2 separate regions of the Mus musculus genome follow, and region 2 is linked to region 1. Evidence: chromatin contacts called from public HiChIP or PLAC-seq data. All regions are on one chromosome and are shown on one strand. Each heading gives the region's core, a stretch centred on a gene start, on an enhancer-like site or on the middle of the called end of the contact. The rest is flanking DNA. Distances are from core to core; before and after follow the strand shown. Region 1 has its middle 25 kb from the start of Gm35332. Region 2 holds the start of Prlh (prolactin releasing hormone).

The links. HiChIP or PLAC-seq counts read pairs in DNA pulled down with a chosen protein or histone mark.
Region 2: an HNF4G HiChIP or PLAC-seq map of pancreatic cancer cells shows a contact between it and region 1. The contact joins the promoter of Prlh here to the enhancer-like site in region 1. A contact is called at or near these places in 3 of 39 promoter capture datasets (hippocampal neurons, maxillary cranial neural crest and second pharyngeal arch cranial neural crest), 1 of 484 Hi-C or Micro-C datasets (cortical neurons), 1 of 115 datasets of contacts at active chromatin or transcription factors (pancreatic cancer cells) and 1 of 9 other capture datasets (embryonic stem cells).

Annotation. Positions count from the first base shown.
Region 1 is chr1:90,725,647-90,731,763 of GRCm38.p6, reverse strand. No RefSeq gene overlaps it. Among named protein-coding and RNA genes, the nearest start is that of Gm35332, 25 kb to the right of the region's middle. Within about 2 kb of position 2,118, at least 23 of the 459 cell types and tissues checked have an H3K27ac peak or open chromatin away from gene starts, as enhancers often do. A contact at or near this core is called in pancreatic cancer cells, where this site is marked.
Region 2 is chr1:90,950,894-90,957,010 of GRCm38.p6, reverse strand. It overlaps Prlh (prolactin releasing hormone), which reads right to left and starts at 3,903. Exons shown (of 2, transcript NM_001101647.1): 1 at 3,807-3,903; 2 at 2,999-3,162. The coding sequence starts at 3,903. The coding sequence ends at 2,999. It overlaps Mlph (melanophilin), which reads right to left. Exons shown (of 16, transcript NM_053015.3): 16 at 5,869-6,117.

The sequences.
Region 1 (6,117 bases), core at 869-3,368:
GATGCTGCTTTCAGGAGAGATGACTGTGGTTCTTTTGGGTCCTGACTATTTTCTATTGAGTAAGGAGAAGCCTTGGTTCCTATCTGTTGCACACTTGCTATATATCCACACAACCACACTGCTATGATGCCATCTGTCCCGAGGTCATCACCAGAGCCATGTTGAACAGGTACTATACCCCAAACCTTCATAACTATGAGCTAAGTAAAGCACTTATAAATGCCTCAGATATTCCATTATAAAAGGAGAAAGTGGTTGAATACATTATATTACAAGACTCAAAAATTTGTGTGCTCTTTGTCACATGATCTTGGCATAGACCTATCTTTTTATGACTTCAGAGTGGATACAGACATTAGAGTTTTCTATATATCCACATGTGGGTGGACATGGAAATGTATTTTGTCTTAACCCAAAGTGAGATAAAAATATTTTCTCCAGCCTAGAGATGCCATCCAGCTTCCTGGTTCACATGGCAGCTGGAATACCAATGTGAGTGGTTTGTTTATCTATTCATTTTTATTATACTCATTTATTTATTATGTTGCGTGGTTGTGCAGGCTATGTGGAGAGTCTCTTGTGGAAGTCATGGGCAACTTGTGGGAGTCTAGTTTACCGATTTATGATTATATTAATTTCTCTCAATTCTTCCTTTTATTATGTGATGATGAATGGCTCCATCCACAAGACTGACAAGCTTTTTCTAGAAGCCCATTGGCAGGGCAAGAATACATGGGACAAATCACTCTGTCAGACTTAACCCGAGTTGCCTTTCTCGGCAGTTCTGTTGGCCTCTCTGTAGCTTTGCAATATGGAGGGCTTTGCTGAAGCCTTCTAGTTATAACCTTCTGAGAGTTCTTTCTCACTTTACTACTGACCGACATTAAGCAACTGTCTTGATAAGAGTATGTAGTTGGGTTCTGTTCTCTGGTCCTTTCATCTTGATATGGAGTGTGGCAAACTCATCAAAGCACTTATCTTGAAGCATATCTTTGTCTGTCACTATATCTGTCACTCTTCTCCTGGGGGATGCATCTCGGTGACATTCTTTCTTCAGGAAGTATGCTCATTCCAGGCTCTGTCTGCTTGCTGAACCATAGATAATTTTTATGATGATTTTTGCTTGAGTTACTGTGATGATCAGTTTTTAGTGTCAACTTGACACAATCTACAATCACCCAGGAAGGCAGTTTCGATGAGGGATTGTTTATGTTGGCCTGTGAGCATTTCTTTGGGAGATTTCCTCGATTACTATTGTGGGTGGCACTATTCCCTAGGCAAGGGATCCTGGAATGTACAAGAACAGAGGCAGCAAGCTGAGCAAATGTGCATTCATTGCTCTCTTCCTGATTATGGATGTGACCAACTCCTTCAAGCTCCTGTCATTATAGACTGTAGCATGGAACTGTGAGCTGAGATAAATCTTTTCCTTTAAGTTGTTTTTATTAGGTATTTTATCCCAGCAACAGGAAAAGAAACTAAGACAGTCACTTAGATTTTTGACTCCTTCAGAAAGGATAAAGTCAACCAATTACTCCATAGCAATTTATCCTTTTATTTTAATGCACTGTTACTTAATGTATCTTAAGGTAAAGAAAGTTGTAATTTGTAGGTATATCCTGAAGTTAGAACCTCCATGTGTCCCTGGCAGCATGCTTTACCCATCTATTTTCAGCTTCCATCCCTCTCCTTTCTGTTTCCCTGGAGGAACAAATGCATTTCAGAAGCCCAGAACTGGTATTAGCTTCCAGCTACGGAAGCTATGCTCTGGGATTCAAGGTGATGCCACTCATAGGAATTTTCCTGAGGGGAGAGGAGTAGGGACCCAGGACCAGCTCTTGAGTGAACTTGGCACTCACATCACCTCTGGCAAGTTGTGTAGCTTTGGCAAGCTTCCTAACCTTTCATTGGGTGTATCTGCTGATCTACAATGGAAGGGCACAAAGATGCCTTGATCCTCTTTGGCTTACAAAACCCAGGATGCTGGACCCAAGAGGACAAATAGGTGGAGTGGATGGGTGAGCTCAGCTTTGTGTGGAAGCTGTGGAAGCTGGTGGCTCATCCATTCATGAGTCAGCGCTGAGTTAGTGGCCAAGACCAGTAGCTGTACCCGCTGGAGTGAGAGACTGATCAGAGAGCTGTTGAAGGGAACAGGGTGACTCACCTGGTCTGTTGGGACACCTCCTATCCCTATTCAGTATTGGTGACATTCTAGAGTCACTCTTCTAAGCAAGCCTCTCAGGCTTGGAGTCTGTTGGCCACGATGGCCACATACAGCTTTATTTATTCTGTAGATGGGGGAAATAGAGCTTTTGCTTTTACTGAGAAGTTAATTAGAAGGTTTAAAAGTCTGGCTCTGCAGTTTCTTGTTTGTTTTTGTTGTTGCCATACTGGGGATCAAACCTAAGGTCTGTGAGGCAAGTGTTCTGCTACTGCGCTATGCGCATCTCTAATCCTTGTGTTTTCTCTTTAAACTGACCAAGTCCAGCAGGCAGCCTCCCAGCCTTCCTCGAGCTCAGCCACATTGTGAGTTTTCCTTCCTCCAAGGCTCATGACCCTTTCCTGTAACCCAACGCCAGGCACACTCTGGTACCATTTATACCGTGTTTATTGTAGTAAAGAGAGGAATTAAATATTTCTCTAGTTCTCCTTAATACCCTATAAAGACACACACTTTTTTTTAAAAGAAAGAACAGTATGGTTTCCAAGAAGAAGAAAGAATGAGCAGATGTATAAAATCCAAACCAATGGATGTTTGAAAGTGAAATGACTGTGTGCCTATTTCCTCCCCAAGAACTGTGTACAGAAAACCTCCAACTGGAACAATAGTAGTTTGTTCTACTAAACAATAAATGTTTTTGAGGAATGAAAAACCTGGTGGAAAATTTAACACACTGTAAAAGCAGATCATTCCAATGGGCCTGTCTCAGTTACTTTTCTGTTGCTGTGATAAAAGTCGCTAACGGTGACTTCAGGGAGGAAGAGTCATCTGGGCTCATGGTTCCAGAGGGACACAGTCCATCATGGAGGCAAGGCAAGCTGGCAAGAGCAGGTGCTGGCTAATCATCCTGCATCCACACTCAGCCCAAGCCCAGCAACCCACTTCCTCCATTAAAGCTCCATCTCCTTAGGGTTCTCCAGCATTCTCCAGCAGTGCCAACAGTTGGGGAAACAAGAATTCAAGTACACAACCCTGTGGAGGACATTCCACACTCAAACCACACACACACACACACACACACACACACACACACACACACACACACACACACAGAGAGAGAGAGAGAGAGAGAGAGAGAGAGAGAGACAGAGAGAGAGACAGAGAGAGAGAGACAGAGAGAGAGAGAGAGAGGGAAGGAGGGAGGGAGGGAGGGAGGGAGGGAGGGAGGGAGGGAGAGAGGGAGAGAGGGAGGGAGAGAGAGATGGGCAACTGATATGCAAAACCAAAAACAAACAAACAAACAAACAAACAAAAACCAACCAACCAACCAAACAAACAAACAAACAAACAAAAAAACGCTTATGTTGTAAGTGAAAACAGCTACCCAGATACAAGGTCAATTTTACCAGCGTATCTCTTCAGTGTCCTGAAGTTGTATGTTCTGCACACATATACTGCACTTGGTTTCCTGCAAACATCATGAAGAACATTTAGGGAAAAGTTGGGGAAAAGGCTACTCACTTGCAGTAAAGTTTTCTTGTTAGTAAAGAAAACGTGGATACCAACAAGGCTGCCCAAGAGCTGTGCTTTCCCAGCCGTCAGTGAGGATCTTTGGGAACTTTGGAATCTGTTGTGCAAGTTATCCTACAGTTTGAGAAGTCACATAGTTTCTAAAAGCCGAGAGATATCATAAAGTTTAATGTAGTTGGGTCAGAATGAGCACATATGGTCACAGTTGGGTACCTTTAATAGTTGTGTTAGTTGGGTAAATCCACACAACTGAAGATGTTCAAACCAAGTGACCATGCTTGCTAGCACATGGGCTTGGACTATTCTCAGCAACAGTCCCAGAATACTTTGTGCTAAAAGAGAGGACACAGGTGAGAAGTGAGTCAGTAAATCTGACATGGTCTTGCTCTGGGCCCCCGTGTCTGCCCTGGGACAATGTGATTGTGGGTGTATGATCACTACTGTATGTGCTGTGCCGTGGTGGTTTGAATAGGAATGCCCCCCATCGATTCATGTGTTTAACTGCTTGGTAACATAGGGAGTGGCACTCTTGGGATGTGTGGCATTGTTGGAGTAGGTGTGGCTTTGTTGGCAGAAGTATGCCACAAGAGAGTGGGCTCTGAGGTCTCAGATGCTCAAGCCAGCTCCTCTCCTGCTGCTTGCTGATCCAGACATAGAACTCTCAGTTCTCTCCAGCACCCTGTCTGCCAGCATGCCACCATGCTTCATGTTGTAATGACAATGGACTGAACCTCTGACCCTGTAAGACAGCCCCAACTAAATGTTCTCCTTTGTAAGAGTTGCCAAGGTCATGGTGTCTGTTCACAGCAATGAAACCTTGACTAAGACATGTGGGAAGGCCACTAGCTCTGACACAATACCAAAATGCTGTTTCAAATCCACACAATAACATCTCAGAAGGAAATAATCCTGTCCTCTGTAACAAATTTGGAATTGAGACCCAGTGCTTCAGTAAATTAGGCAAAAATGAAGTTCATGTTTGGCTTTTTTCCCCTCTCCAGAGACAACTTGCTACATGATTTTTAATGAGTCAGTTCATACATTGTGAATGGGTCCATTTTCCATTGCTTCACCTGAATGCCAGCTCTGGAACTATTGGAGTGAGAGGTGAAATCCAAAAAATGGCTTCAGATATCAGACCTGGTCACCTGGTTTGAGCATCTTCGGTTGTGTGGATTTATCCAACTAACACAACTATTAAAGGTACCCAACTGTGACCATATGTGCTCATTCTGACCCAACTACATTAATCACGACACAACATTAGGCTGTGTGCTTTCCAGTGTGTACAGGATCAGGAATGAAAATGAAGCGATTGAGCCATTACCTCGCTCAGCATCAATCTGCAGGTCTCCTCTAGAGAAGCAAGCGGTTCTCAACCTTTCTAACACTGAGACTCTTTAATACCTCATGGTGTGGTGACTCCAGCCATAAAATTATTTCATTGATAGTGCACACCTCTAGTTTTGCTACTGTTATGGATCATAATGTAGATGTTTGATATGCAGGATATTTGATATGTTATTCTCCCAAGGGGCCGTGACTGACAGGTTGAGAATCAATGCTCTAAAGTCATAAGGGGTCACTTTAGAGTGTGGGATATCTGCCAGCACATGGGCAACAACCCCCTGGGGGAGGTTGAGCCCTCATAGAATGGATTTCACATTTGTGAGCAGCAATAATAATGGACCCCATTTGCTAGAATTTTAGTAATAGAAAATCATGATTTTGACTCTGTACTGGTTGTTTGTTTGTTTGTTTGTTTGTTTGTTTTTGTCAACCTGATACAAGATAGTGTCATCTGGAAAGAGGGAAGTTTAACTGAGAAAAAGCCTACTATCAGGTTGGCGTTTAGGCAAGTCTTTAAGGGGTTGTATTGACTAATATTGATGTGGGTCACCCTAGCTTATTGTGGGTGGTCCCACCCCTGGACAAGGTGGTCCCGTGTAGTATAAGAAATCAGACAGAGCACCTCTCTATGATCTCCGCTTCAGTTCCTGCCTTGACTTCCCTTGATGATAGATTATAAGCTATAAGCTGGAATGAACCCTTTCTTGCAGAAGTTGCTTTTAGTCAAAGTGTCTTTATTCCAACAATAGAAAGCAAATACGGTAGACTTCAATTATTTGATTTCAGATAAATAACTGAGAAAATAATACTTACCTTTCCCCATTTGTATTTTTCCAGTTTTGAGTTAAAAGTGTTTGCTATCAGATATATCATGGTTAAGTAAAGTTTTGAAATCTGTTTCCTGGAAAAGGCCCCTTTACTTGCATCCTTATCTGGTGCTTGGGTTCACATGAATGTGTAACCCCTGGTCTAAGGCTCTTTGGTGGGGATTGAGTCCTGTCAGATAGAGCTACAGCCAGAGGCTCCAGGAGCCCATTTGTTGATGCTGCTGTTGAGATTTGGGAGCTGCCATAAGG
Region 2 (6,117 bases), core at 2,654-5,153, 220 kb before region 1:
GAAGTGAATATTCAGCATCCCGGGCTGTCCTCATCATCCCTAAGGGCTGGGAATCATTAGGCAGGTAGGCAAGCCTACCCTAGAGGGGGAAGAGAGGCCGGGTTACATATGGCCACTAGGTGGCGATCTAGTATCACTTAAGACAAATCCTTCTGTTGGGTCCTGGGTACCTAGACACTCCGGTGCATCTCTTCAGGGCAAAATCACTGCTTTGAGGAAGCAGGGATACAGCAGGAAGATTTGTAGGTGACTGCCTGTCTGGTTACCAATCTCTCCTTTCTCTTGACTGATTAGTAATGCTCCCTTTGACACACCTCAGCAGAAAGCCCAAGACTGGATGGATCTGGAACCACCCAGCTTCACCAGGCTTGTGAAAGTCAGTGGTGCCCAGGGATGGAGAGATCTCTTACAGTTGAGAGGCAGGGCCCTGAACTCAAGGTCAAGGTCAACATGTCAAAGTGGGACCCAGGACTCCATCAGAGGACCCAGGACTTTTGGACAGCAGAGTATAATGTCCAGCTAAGGCCCAGGTCCTTTTCTGTGACAGGAAGTGCAAGAGCAGTGTCAGGCTCACCACTAGGTGGGATAATCAGCAAGGATCATTTTAAAGAACAGGCCACTGGGTGCTTCAGAAGGTTGATGTTATGATGTAAGATCAGGGGCTGAGAAAAATACACACACACACACACACACACACACACGTACATATGCACATATGAGCACATGCACACACGTGTGTGCACACACACACATGCACATGCATGCACACACACGTACACATGCACACATGCAGAGAGAGAGGGGGAGAAGAGGGGGAGGGAGAGGGGAGGGGGAGGAGAGGGGGAGAGAGAGGGGAGAGAGGGAGAGAGAGAGAATAGACTTTTCCAGGCTTACACTTTGTGTTATTCTTGGGAGAAAGGTTTGAACTCTTTGAGGCAATGTCTTGGTGTCTGCAGCTTGTCATCAAATGTAGGTTGGCAAGGATGGGAAGTAGGAAGCAGGCAGACAGGATGGCTGATGAGTCCATGTAGGTTGAGATAGTCCTTACAATGTCTTGTGAACTTTTCTGTATGTTTTAAAACCGTTCCCAGACTGTGGAAAAGATGAGTACGCCTCCATTCATCTTTCCAGACGAGGAGCTGGTTCTTTCTGGATAAGAGCTGTGGGAGGATGTCCTCCAAGCATGGCAGCCATTACCACTGCTGTCAGAGCAGCAGCTATTGCCTGCAGGAAACCATCAACAAGAGCCAGCCTGTGTTCCTGCCCGGGAGGAGGGATGGGTAAGGTCATGAGACCTTCATCTGAGATCCCAGCCAATCCCCACTTATGCCTTTCACCGCAGCCACATGTCACCACCCCAGGAAAAAGTGGCGTTGGAAGGTGATGAAGTATACAGGGAGTAGAAAGAACTGGAGGGGAGTTGGCCTGTGACAACAGTCATAGCGGCCTGTGACAACAGTCATAGCGGCCTGTGACAACAGTCATAGCGGCCTGTGACAACAGTCACAGCAGCCTGAGGGTAACCTGAGGGGAACAGCATAGACAGCAGCCAGCCAGATGACCCCCAGCTGAGAATCATCTTGATCTGAGGGTAAGATGGCACCTACTGAGCTGAGAAGAGGCCAGTTCAGGCTTCTGTGCTGGTGGGTGAGGCTGCTGGCAGCCATTGGCACTCCTCTGTGCAGGTGAATTTCAGCTGCCCCGGCTTCCCACGGCGTCTCCCTCAGCTCCTGTCTGACTTTCCCCCCTTTTCTGGGAGCACCAGCTGTGTTATGTGCCAGTCACTTTGTGTTTGACAAAGGGCATAGGACACCCCAAGTGACTTTAAAGGAGGCCTATAGGATCAAAAAGAATGGGGTCAAGTCTCTGGGATTCTCCTCTGAGCAGGAAGTAGGTTAACATACCCATGTGTGTTGGTAGCTGCAGGATTCTGCAAGGGACAAGGAATGGGGTGTGTTCAGGGTGATGAGGGGCACCACATTGTCACTGAACTGGTGGAGCCACGTAATACATTTGCCCAAACAGCAGACACAATGCCGAACATGCACCTATGGATAGCATAGGTCCTGTGCGATGACACTTGGTGGCTTCATAGGCTGTAATGAATGTTCTCTGTTCTGGGTGCTAGGAACAACACTTTGATAGCATCTAATTTTTGCAGCAAACCCCTAAACATCTCTAAATGTTAATCTTAAAAATGCTGCCGGGCGTGGTGGCGCATGCCTTTAATCCCAGCACTTGGGAAGCAGAGGCAGGCGGATTTCTGAGTTCAAGGCCAGCCTGGTCTACAAAGTGAGTTCCAGGACAGCCAGGGCTTTACAGAGAAACCCTGTCTCGAAAAACCAAAAAAACAAAAAAAAAACAAAAAAACAAAAACAAAACAAAACAAAACAAAAAAACAAAAAAACAAAAACAAAAACAAAAAAAAAAAACAAACCAAAAAATGCCAAGAGAAGGACGTGAGCCATGCCAGGGGCGTTGTGTGGCTTTTCTCTGGGACCAAGTATCTTACATAGTGTAGTGTGTGGTTACCCTGGCTTTATGCAGTATGCAAGCTGAGCATGTGTTCAGGGTACCTTGTGTAGGTGGAAGCTTGTGGGAACAAGTGACCAAGAAAAGGGCACCCCATTTCTGGGCAGTGATGTGGTTTTGGGGAACAGGAATTTATAGGAACACTGAATCAACATTCCCTTCCCCCACTGCAGGGTCTTAAGGGACCAGGACAACCTCTGTGGGGCCTGGTAATGAGCGATCTCAGTTGTTCTATTGGGGGCAGGTGGGAGCCTCTTCTTTCCAAAGAGGTTACTGGGTTCTGAGCTTCTTTCATGGTTACCCTCCCCAGAGAGAAAGCACCTTCCGGTTTGTTACCACATAGTTACAAGTGTACAATAAACAAAGCCAGCACTTTTATTAGATCAGAGGGAAAACCGGAAAGGGAGGGTGGAGGAGGCTCTGCGGGGGGACAGGGAGGGTGGGCTTGGGCTCAGCATCACTGTCTTCATGAGCTGTGAGAGAACTTGGCACTTCCATCCAGTGGGAAGCAGCTTAGCCGGCACCGCAGGCCAGGTCCGGTGACATCCCTCAGGGCTGCCCTCCTCCTCCCGAAGCGGCCCACAGGCCTGATCCCACGACCCGTGTACCAGGCAGGATTGATGTCAGGGGCTGGAAAGGAAAGAGTCAGAGCAGCGTATGGGACACGGGAGCCCCTAAGCTGATGGAAACCTGGGCACCAGGCCATGTTGGCACCCACCCTGATTACACTGGCTGGGCATATCTGGGCAGTGGTGTGGCTTTAGGGAATTTATTTAGACATATGCCAGGATCAGTATTCTCTTCCTGTCTGACTGTCATCCTCCAAAGTCTTAAGGGACCCCACAAAGATGGGTTAGGGGAATGATGAGGACAGGAAACAGGACCATTCTGGGGAGATCTTAACAGGACCAATCTCCCAACTGACTGCATGGTAAGGTAGCTTTTGCTTAGATCCCAGAGGCTCTCAACCTGTGGGTTGTGTCCCTTTTGTTTGGGGGGAAGGGCGCATATCAGACATCCTGCATTTCAGATATTAACATTATGATCCATAACAGTAGCAAAACTTACAACTATGAAAACAGCATCACAATAATTTTCTGGCTGGGGGTCACCACAACATAAGGATCTGTATTAAAAGTTCTGTATTAGGAAGGTTGGAAACCACTGGCTTAGGAGATGGCTAACCTCCCATTCAGGGGCTGGGTACTCAAGGCATTTGGGAAGCATATGGATGGGAGGTGACAGTGGCTGTCCTCCATATGCCAGGCACTCACTGCGGGTCTCCATGGAGTGCTGGTGGGCTCGGCTGGAAGCTCCTGGGAGGACTAAGCCTAGCAGCAGCAAGCACAGAAGCCAGGTCCTCGGTGCCATGCTTCCGGCTTCCTGGATGATGCCCTGGAGATTGGATCCTGAAGCCTGGGGGTAGAGATGCAGAGTACGTTGTATGCACAAAGCCAGGAGGGACCCTAGGTTGTTTGTACAGATGTACGTGTGTGTGTGGTGCGTGTCCGTGCCTATGAGGTGTGCAAATGCATATGTTTAGTGCACATAGCTACAATTATCAGGGGAGAGGTGTGAGCTGTGCACAGGTGGCTGTCTTGGGACATCCTTGGGTCTGTCTGTCCATCTGTGTCAAGAGCTGGGAGGTAGACACCCAGGCCTTGGTGGGAAGCAGATTTATGGGCAGCCTTGTGGTCAGCAGAGGTGGAGAACAATTTGCCCAACCTCAGAGGTAGCTAGGAGTTGGAACATATTGGAACCTCAGTGCCCAGGCTTTCCTCACACTTTGTCTGGGATCTCCTGACACTGAGAGCCAGGCAGGCAATGGAGGACACTTAGCATCCCACATCCCCAGAGAGCTCACACCTCACAGCCTCTACAATAACCCAGGACTTTAGACTCAGTTTGCTGAGACTCCAGAATGGGCCTCTCCTCACAGAGTCCCCCTGAATGACATGGGAAGGCTGCCGCCACTGTGTATGGGAACTGGTACCCTGCTGATGGAGTGTTCTGACCTACCACATAGCATCCACCTGTGATACTTCCTGCAGGGGACCCTTTTCTTCCTACCCCTGACATTTCAGGTCCTATTAGAAGATGCTCAAGGAAGACCCCCCCCCAGCTGACTTTGACGCTCCAGCTTCTCCTTGTCCACACAGCGCTGTCCATCAGAGCTCTTTAAATGCCCACCCTCTCCTCCTCCTCCTCCTGGGATGTCCCACACAGTGAAGGGGAACCCTAACTAGAGGAATGGAGGAGCCACCATGAATCATTGTAAAGACTGCACCCACTCAGGCTGGGTGATGGGGACTGAGAATGCTAACTGATCCTGAGTTCTGAGCCTTTCTGGAGGGTGCCTTCTGGGCTTTGCTTGAGGTGTCCCACTGAGGGCCACCTTCACCTGCCCTCCATCATGGACAGCCCTTGAGTGTCAGAGACCCCAGAATGGTGTGTGGTCCTAGACCACAGACCACAGGTAGTTCTCTCTGCTTGTCCTGCTTGGTGCCCGCACTTGGCTGCCCAGTAAGCCTGGCAGAGAAAACACTTGTGGAGAAGCTGGAAGTCACAGCAACACCCAGCCCTCTCCAGCACTGCCAAGTTACTCACCCTCTCTCTGTCCCTTGAGTGTGGCGATAAGGCTGCCTGGGCGTGAGGTGAGGTCTGCCTGCCTGCTTATCTTTTATAGGCCAACAAGGAGGCAAAGGACGCCCCCAGACCCCTCCTTGAGATGGCGTCTTTGCTTATAGCCTGCAGTTTCCACTACGTCTCTTCTCTCATCATCTCATCAAGACACTCCGTCTTTTTTTTCCTTTCCTTTCTTTTTTTACCTTCTTAAAAAAAAAAAAAACCCAAACCTCTCATCACTGACGTGGTTTGTTCCTTCCTGAATTATATAATTTCATTTGGGCCAAGTGGCTTTAAAACACATTAACACCCCCCCTGCCCCCTCTTCACGCTCTCCTTTGGGCAGACTCCACAGTGACGTGTCCACCCGTCCTCTCAATGTGAACTAGAATATGGCCTCTTCTGAATACTTGTCCCACCTGAGCCATGACTTCCTGGAATTGTGGCCAGGAAGTCCCTTGAACCCAGGTGGGTACCTCCTACTCTGGTTGTCCCCTCAGCTTGCTTATCCACATGCACGGTCTCTAGACACATTTTCTCTGGTTCATCCTGAGTCTATGGCTGAGAACACACCAAGTTTATTGATACAATACAATCAGAAGCCTGGCATTGTGGTACATGACTGTAACCCCAGCTCTCTGGGAAGTGAAGCAGGAGGATGGCTATGAGTTCAAAACCAGGCTGCCTCAATAAAGCAAAACAATAAAAAAATGAAAACGAAACAGAGTGTTACTTTTATTGTAAGGTAGGTTTAAAGGCAGAACATGGCAGCGCCGGTTTATAACCCCAGTGCTAAGGTAGAGAGAGCAGAGGTGTGGAAGACCCCTGATGCTCACTGGCCAGTCAGCTTAGCCAAATTGACAACCTCCAAGATCAGTGTCTCAAAAACAGGAAATGGAGACATGACTGAGGAAGACACCACATTAATCTCTGGTCTCTATGCACAAGTGCACAGCGTCC